Regions from separate parts of the Hordeum vulgare genome. Here region 2 is linked to region 1. The links are chromatin contacts, called in public Hi-C maps. All regions are on one chromosome and are shown on one strand. Each heading gives the region's core, a stretch centred on a gene start, on an enhancer-like site or on the middle of the called end of the contact. The rest is flanking DNA. Distances are from core to core; before and after follow the strand shown.

The links. Hi-C and Micro-C count contacts between places; a contact is called where the count stands out from the background.
Region 2: a Hi-C map of seedling shows a contact between it and region 1, with 4 times the contacts expected there. The contact joins two enhancer-like sites. A contact is called at or near these places in 2 of 6 Hi-C or Micro-C datasets (leaf and seedling).

The regions. Positions count from the first base shown.
Region 1 is chr6H:535,235,248-535,239,444 of MorexV3_pseudomolecules_assembly, forward strand. No RefSeq gene overlaps it. Among protein-coding and RNA genes, the nearest start is that of LOC123402833, 6.5 kb to the left of the region's middle. Within about 2 kb of position 1,879, at least 2 of the 3 cell types and tissues checked have open chromatin away from gene starts, as enhancers often do. A contact at or near this core is called in seedling, where this site is marked.
Region 2 is chr6H:535,724,414-535,728,560 of MorexV3_pseudomolecules_assembly, forward strand. No RefSeq gene overlaps it. Among protein-coding and RNA genes, the nearest start is that of LOC123403219, 80 kb to the right of the region's middle. Within about 2 kb of position 2,483, at least 3 of the 3 cell types and tissues checked have open chromatin away from gene starts, as enhancers often do. A contact at or near this core is called in seedling, where this site is marked.

The DNA.
Region 1 (4,197 bases), core at 629-3,128:
GCCCCACTATTTGTGTGTGTGACTGTGTTGAGCCTGCAGCAAGTACTACTAGTGTTCACTGTTCAGCTCACAACCTCACACATTGATGTTTACATCGAGCCATGTACGGGCATGTGAGGGTTGTCCACATGCTAGGTGCTTCTAGTTGACAGTCAACTCTAAGGCTTGGTTACACATGGAGCAATCCTTTTTCTCTAATAAAAAAGGAAGACATGCATGCATGCACATGGCGTGCATAACTAGACTGAATGCTTGATTTCGTTTCTAAATCAGCAATCAATCGTATTGATCGTGCAGAACGGTTGGGCAGTCCAGCATGCACGTACTGGTTGGTTGTAGACCGTGTTGATTGCTAGATTTTGTTAGGTCAACTGTTGGTGTGATGGATGGCATGTCCAAATCTTGCATTGACTGGCCATGACCAGGAGAGAAGAGGGGAGAGGAGAGTCCGGTCGACACGGGCACACGGGCTCATTTATGATGGACAGGGGATTGAGTATCCAGCTAGTGAGCTGAACGTGACCACAGTCCACATATGTATCATGTATAGCAGCAGTCACAGGGAAGTACACAGGCATGCATGCAGGCATCATGGGCTGATGTTGCTGGCTGCTCCAACAAGAGGGATGAGGAGAAAAGGTATGAAGAAGACGATAACGATGATACTGAGAGTTGATTTTTTTTAGAGAGAAAGTTGATGTTTTGGTGAAAAACCATGTGGAAGGTATCGAAATCACTAGTTAGCGAATACATCTTTGAACGATTACTCTCACCTTCACAGGTTGCGACAAGTGGCCCACTGCATGCGTGCCACTTGTCGCAACCTAAGAGTTTTTTTATTTTTTGTAGATCTGCATTTTTGAAATATTTTATCTTTAAACCGTGCGTCTAAAACTCGAACCATTTTCATCGTTGGCTTTCTCGCGTCGTGATCTTCAAAACTAGATCCCATGTTGATAGGTTTAGACGAAAAAAATATTTACGAAAAAACCAGAAGAAAAAACCCGAACGAAATAATAGTGCCTCACGCGATAGAAAAAAAAAACAAAAAATGCGTTTTTTTCCTTTTCGAGAGGCACGAGGCAAAACCCTGCCTCTCGGGGAAGCAAAACCGTGCCTCTCGTGGAAAAAGAGAGAGAGAGAGAGAGAGAGAGAGAGAGCAGAAAACGCGTTATTTTCCCTTTTCGGGAGAGGCACGGGCGTGCCTCTCGCGAAGGTAAAACCGTGTCTTTCGCGGAAGCAAAACCACGTCTCTTGCAAAAAAACAGAAAACGTGTTTTCTTCCTTTCGGGAAAGGCACGAACCGTGCCTTTCGCAGAAGCAAAACCGTGCGTCTAACAAAAAAACAGAAAACACGGTTTTTCCCCTTTCCGAGAGGCACGGGCGTGCCTCTCGCGAATGCAAAACCGTGCCTTTCGCGGAAGCAAAACCGTGCCTCTCACAAAAAACAAAAAACACATTTTTTTCTCTTTCCAAGAATCATGACCGTGTCTCTCGCGAAAACAAAACTGTACCTTTCGTAAAAAAACAAAAAACAATATTTTTTACGTAAAAAACAGAAAAAATAAATTGCATCCAAAAGTTACGAAATACAGTGAAAAACCGGAACTAAAAAAACTGGAAAAAAACACTCTAAAAAGCTGAAAATACATAGAAAAGATAAAAAAAAGACATAATACGAAGGAAACGTTCAGAACGCGACACATGACAGCGGCTGAGAACATTGCATGAGGAGGCGCGTGAGAATGGTCGCTCGCAAGCTCCGAATGCTCGCTAACTAGTTTGCTCTTGAAAGGTGCACAATGATTGAATGAGAACGCATCATGTGGCAGCTCGCGAGAATGATCGCTAGTTGCTGTCGAAAGGTGCACCATGGTTGAATCGCCATGCTAGGCAGGCCCTGCACTTCAAAAGCCCAATGAAATGGGCTCTAGCACATGGGCTGGCTTCCACGGCGAATCCTATTTAGTGTATCACGCGTCGGTTATAGGTTATTTTTGATAATCGGCACCAACAGCACCCCCCACTCGTTGCGCTTTGGCCGGCGCACATAGACATTTTCTTCTTTCTGTTAAAAAACAGAAAAAAGCAATGTGCTAAAGTTTCAAACCAACGACATTTCCCCTGTTAGCTAAGGGCAAAAACCACTACGCCACATTACCCATTAGCGAACCATAGATTGTTTTTCTTTTTCTTTTGTATGGTTATCCCATTTGAGGTTTTTCATTCCTTGTTTGCTCGTCATTTTCAGGACGTTTTTATTTGGTTTTCAGTTTTCCATTTTTTTTCTTTGTTTGTTTTCCTAAATAAGCAGTTTGTTTTCAAATTCGTGAAGTTTATTTCAAAATCGATGAAATTTTTCCTAAATTGCATGACATTTTAAAAAAAAAAGATGCTTTTTTTTCAGTTGTATGAACATTTCTGGACAAATGATGTACACTTTTTAGTTTTTTTTGAACTTTTTTCAAAACCGATAAAGTTTTTTAATGAGATGAAATGTTTATCAAAATTTATTAACTCTTCCAAAAATTTATGAATTTTTTTTATAAAATAGATGAACACTTTTCGAAATCAGTGAATTTATTTTCAAATTGGATGATTTTTTTAAAAGTGATGAACTTTTTTCATAATCCACAAACTTTTTTCAAATTTTATGAACTTTTTTGAAAATCTATAAAAAAAATCAAAACCTATGTACTTTTTTCATAATTTATGATATTGTTTTTTATAAATCGATGAACGTTTTTCCAAATTCGTTGAACTTTTCTTGAAAATCGGTGAACTTTTTCAAATTGGATGAAGTTTTGTTCAAAATCGAATGAACTTTTTTAAAATCAATAATTTGCTTTTCCAAAATTGACGAACTTTTTTCGAAGTTGATGTATTTTTCTTTAAAATTGATGAACTTATTTTCAAAAGTGATGATTTTTTTTTTAAATCGGTGATTTTTTTGAAAACTCTCTGAACTTCTTTTCTAAATTTCACGAACTGTTTTTCATTAAACAAAATAGACATTTTCCAAAAAAAAAAATCTAAGAGGTACAGTGAATTGTTGTGTAATAAATAGCGTGGCGGCATTAGTTCTAATACAATTCGCGTCGCTATTGTTCACTAGCATTCTGGTGGTCTAGTGGTTAAGCAAGCAACGACAGGTCGTGTGGCATGAGATTGATTCCCCGTGGCGCAAATTTTTAGCGTGATTTTTTCGTGAACGTATCTCTTCCTGGGCCACGCTTAGAAAGCCTATAGAGGGCGCGTTGTAGGCGCCCAAAACTGCAAATGGCGCCTACAGCTCCAAATAAGACGTTCCGGCTTCCACTGCTCGATCGAGCGCGTGCACTGTCATATTCTATAGGGTCAAGCGAGGTGGGTCGGCTCATATAGGTTCTACCAATCCGGTTTTTGCGAACTTTCTAGATTGTTCCGTGTTCGGTTTTTACCGGTTTTGGAAACCTACTAGAAGGTTTTGGGTTGGCTTTCTTGTATTCTTTCCTTTTCCTTTCTGTCTTTTGAGGTTTTCCTTGTACCAGCTATCTTCAGGTGTTTAACCATTGGAAAATTCAAAATATTCGTGTTTACAATATTTTTTTACAATTTTTAGAATTTTATTTTATTTTAATTTTTAGAACAACTCTACAAAAGATCGAGTTTTTTTAAATGAAAATTTTAGAAAATACTGTCTTTTTCAGAAAATGCTCTACTTTTGATTTTATTTTTTTTGAAAAATCAATGAATATTTACGTCATCAGAGAAGTTATAAAGTGTTCATGTGTTTTCAAAAAATATTCAATTTTTTCAATAATGATCCCATTTCTGTAAAGTTTCAATAATATAACAAGGTGTTCGTGTTTTCTATTTATTTATTTTTTTGAATTTGTGAAACACTTGTTTAAAATAACCAAATTTTCGGAAATTATTATGTTTACAAAAACTATTTAGAACTTGGCTATAGTCTCCTCGCTGTAGCTACTGACCTTTGGCTTTTTTTTTCCTGACAAAGAACGTTTGCAAATTGTTTATGACGACAAATATACCCCGTTTGCTATATTTAGGAGCTTCCGAATAAACAATGTCGTTCAGGAGATCATGTGCGTTGCCATTTTTTTCAAAGGCTCACGCCACTTGCAGGGAATTGTCGTCACGGTAGTCTATAGATCGAAATATCATCCACGCGACAGCGATCTTGTACTCCCGGAG
Region 2 (4,147 bases), core at 1,233-3,732, 490 kb after region 1:
TTAAAAAATGCCCTCATTTTCAAAAACCCAATCAAAATTTTAAAATTTCGTTCAAGAATTCTAAATATGTTCCTAATCTTTTAAATTTTGTTCACAATTCAAAAAATCTTCACATTTTTATAATTTGGTTCAAGAATTGGAAATTTGTTCAAATATTGAAAAACCTTTGCAGTTTCAATTTTTTCCGCAGATTCAAAAAATGTTCACATTTTGAAAAATGATCCCATTTTCACATTTTTGTTTCGAAATTTCAAAAAATGTTCGTGTTTCAAAAATGCTCTCATTTTGAAAAACCCAATCACAATTTTAAAAAAAATTTCACGAATTATAAACTTGTTCCTGTTCTTTCAAAATTGTTCGTGCTTCCAAAATTTTAGGAGTTTTCAAAATTGTTCTTGGTTTCAAAAAAATTCTCAAGATTAAAAAGATATTTGTGCTTTATAAAATTGTCCGTGCTGCCAAATTTGTTCGGGTTATTTCAAAATTGTTACCCGTTTCAAAGTTTTGTTCTCAAGATGCAAAAAATGTTCATGCTTTAAAAATTGCTCGTGCTTCCATATTTGTTCTGGATTTTTCAAAATTATTCTCCATTTCAAAATTTGTTCTCAAAATTCAGAAAATGTTCGTGCTTTTAAGTTTGTTCAGGGTTATTCAAAATTGTTCTCCTTCTTAAATGTTTGTTCTAAAGATTCAAAAAATGTTCGTGATTTAAAAAATTGCTCGTGCTTCCAAAGTTGTTCACAATTTTTCAAAATTGTTCTTCAAATTCGAAAAATGTTTTTGCTTCAAGTACAAAAAAGAAAAGGAAAACTGAAAGAATAAACGAACCTAAGTGTTTTATTGGTTGATTCCTTTATTCATGTCAAGTTATTAAAAGCATACATGCCCCACGTCTTTTATTGGTTGATTCCTTTATTCATGTCAAAAAACAAGAAACGAGGTGAAAGTTAATGCATCGTGCCTAAGTGTTTTTGAATTATTTGGTTTTCGTAAGATGACTTATTCACCGAGACGGAGGGAGGGAGTAGTACTAATTAATAGGAGTAATTGCTTTCACGCCTTAAACCTTGTTTATTTTGAAAACACACGCAAGTTTAACTGTGCCTTCTAAACCGTGACGGAGGAAATAATTAGTATCATTGCATGCAATGAATTGACCACTGCATGTCATGCTAGTTTATCTCAAGTCATTAAAAACATACATGTCACATGTCTTTTATTGATTGATTCCTTTATTCATATCAAAAAACAAGAAACGAGGTAAAAGTTAATGCAGGGATTGGCTGAGGCTTTTCCCTGTGCTGGGAGCCTGCGACTCTCATGTGTAGTAGTAGTGTCTAGGCGTGCACCTGATTCTCATCGCCTTTTTGTAGCTTGCCATTATCCAGACATTTCTAGACTCCCATGATGTATGCAGCATTAGAGTAGAGTGGCACTACAAGTAGTAGGAACTAGCAAGTACGCATCATGATGAGAGAGAGAGATAAACATGTGATGGTGTAGTCTGAAAGCTATGAAACAAGTCTGTGGTAGTTCAAAACTGGAATTGGCTGGTATGGTACACACGCACAAGCTGAAACAGATTAAAGATGACAATAAAAATAAAAATGTAATATATGTTATAGCTAAATAAATTTTAGTTGCTCTTATGATTTTATTTTGCAAATATTATTACCCTGGGTTTCTTAGCTTTATCAATAAATTCTGTGAAAAAAATATGATCTGCAAAATATAAATAAATAAATTATTTTCTAACGATAACTAACTTGCAAATAGTACACTTTTCATTGCTCAATTTAATACATCTTAAACTTCACTAAGGCAAACGTTTGGGGACAAACATGGTATCCTTTTTTCATGGTATTCTATTTTAAAAATTGAATGAAAATTTTCAAATTGGATGGACTATTTTAAAAATTGAAGGCATTTTTTTAGTTTTATGAACTTTTTTTAAAATTGATGAACTAATTTTCAAAATCTATGAACCTTTTTAAAATTTAATGAACTATTTCAAAAAATGATGAACTTTTTTTAAAATCGATGAACTGTTTTTTCAAATTTTTATGAACACTTTTCAATTTTTGTGGACTACTTTTTAAAATTGATGGACTTTAAAAAATTTGATGAACTTATTTTTTTCAAATATGAAGAACTCTTTTAAAAACCGACGAACCTTTTCCATTTCCACGAACCTTTTCCAATTTGTATGAAACTCCTTCTCAAATTTGTGGCTGTTTTCATTGTTTCTTAGAATTATTTTCTTACTTTATACTTTCTTTTGAAAATAGTATATATTGAGTATATATTTTAACTAAAGGAAGGGTCAAATAGGACCTACAACCATCAGCGCTCGTGTGGGGAGTTCGAATCCCGCTAGTCTCAGATTATCTACACGATGAGTGAACCTTTTACCTTTTTCTGCTACAGTATGTTTTAAGAAGCTTCCTCGGATTATTGGGCCGGCCCAGTAGCATGGCGCGTGAGCGCCAGTTGCAGTAACTGACGCTGAAGGCGATGTACAGGAGGCCCCATGTTTCTTATGAATGGGAACTCACAACCTCTGCGCACAACTGGGTCGGCCCACCAGGTGTGAAGCCACTTGTTTTTTCAGTAAGCAACGTGAAATTCTTGGAAAATTAGTGACCTAGCAATCCTGACACGTGCTACTTGCCGCTAGTAGTGTTCATATTTGAAAAACACAAGTAGTTTCTAAAAAAAATAAAACATTTCTTGATTCTTTTAATAAATGTGAAGTGCCAAATATTTTTGAAAAACACAAGTAGTTTATGAAACTACAAACAATTTATGAAATATGTGAACAACTTTTGAAATTCAAACATTTTCTAACGAAACAATAAAAACTTTTGAAACCTCAAACAGTATTAAAAATGACAAGAAATTATTAAGATTCCACACTTTTTTTAAAACATGGAAGGTTCTTTGAAAATGGGAACAAAATGTACAAAAAAGCAATTATTATTTGGATATGTGAACATTTTCCCAAGTTCCAAATATTTTTTTTGAATTTGTGAAACAAAGTTGAGAACATGAACATGTTTGAACTTGTGAATTCTTTTTCTAAAAGTGATAACATTTTTAAATTCTGGAAAATTCTTCAAAAACAAACATTTTTTAATTTGTCAACAAATTTTAAAACAAAACATTTTTTGAATTTTTTTGCAATTGATGAAAATCACAAAGTTTTTTTAAATATATGAACATTCTTTGGAAAAATACTTATAGAATAAAATTGAAAAATGGAAAAAGAAAAGAAAACACAAAAGGGGAAAAAGGAGAGAAAATAAAAAATTAACATGAAGAAGGATAAGAAAGAAATAAAAAAACAGTTCATGAACCTCCTAGAAGTTCACAAAACTAAAGAAATTTTTTTTTGAACACACCGGCTCCGAAATGTGAAATCTATGTAATGGACCGGCCCAAGTCGATCATCACATGTGCGATAGGTAAATAATCTGTCGCAGAATGTAGGTAATCTAAGGATGAGCACCCTCACGGCGAATGGTGGCACACCCGTCCTTACGAAGAATTCTCCCACGACAACAATTACCAATAAAGTGTTCAAATGTCCCAGTTTGAAGCTCTGTATGGGAGAAAATGTTGTTAGATGGTCTACGAACATCGATGTATTTATTATTATTATTTTTTGTGTTTTTTGTACTGTCATGATGTTTGCGGTTAGCTTGTTAAGTAACCAACAAAAAATTGCAATCAACGGTGAATAGATCGAATATTCTTTTCACAAAAGAAAGAGTAGCAAGTAGGACACGAAGAGATTTTTAACTTTCCTTTTCAAAAAGGAAGAGATTTTTAGGTGGGACGAGTCCTTCATATAAAAAAGTTCAATTTGTCTAAAAAATAGAAGTTCAGCTTCCACTCCGTCGAAGAAGAAAAAAAAGTCCAGCTCCAACACGGCCACGAGCTTCACTCAGGATTCTATTCCTCTTCCTTCCTCTGTTCCTTGTCCGTGGTCGCGCCATCGATTATACCTTGACTCGCCGGTGGCACCCCTCTGACGGCCGCGTTCGCTTCCTCGTCGCAGGAGCCCCACGGCCTACGGCAACACTGCGCATCCACGCCGCCTAGGCCGGTTCAATCCCCTTCCTCTAGGCAACCTAGCTATTAGGTT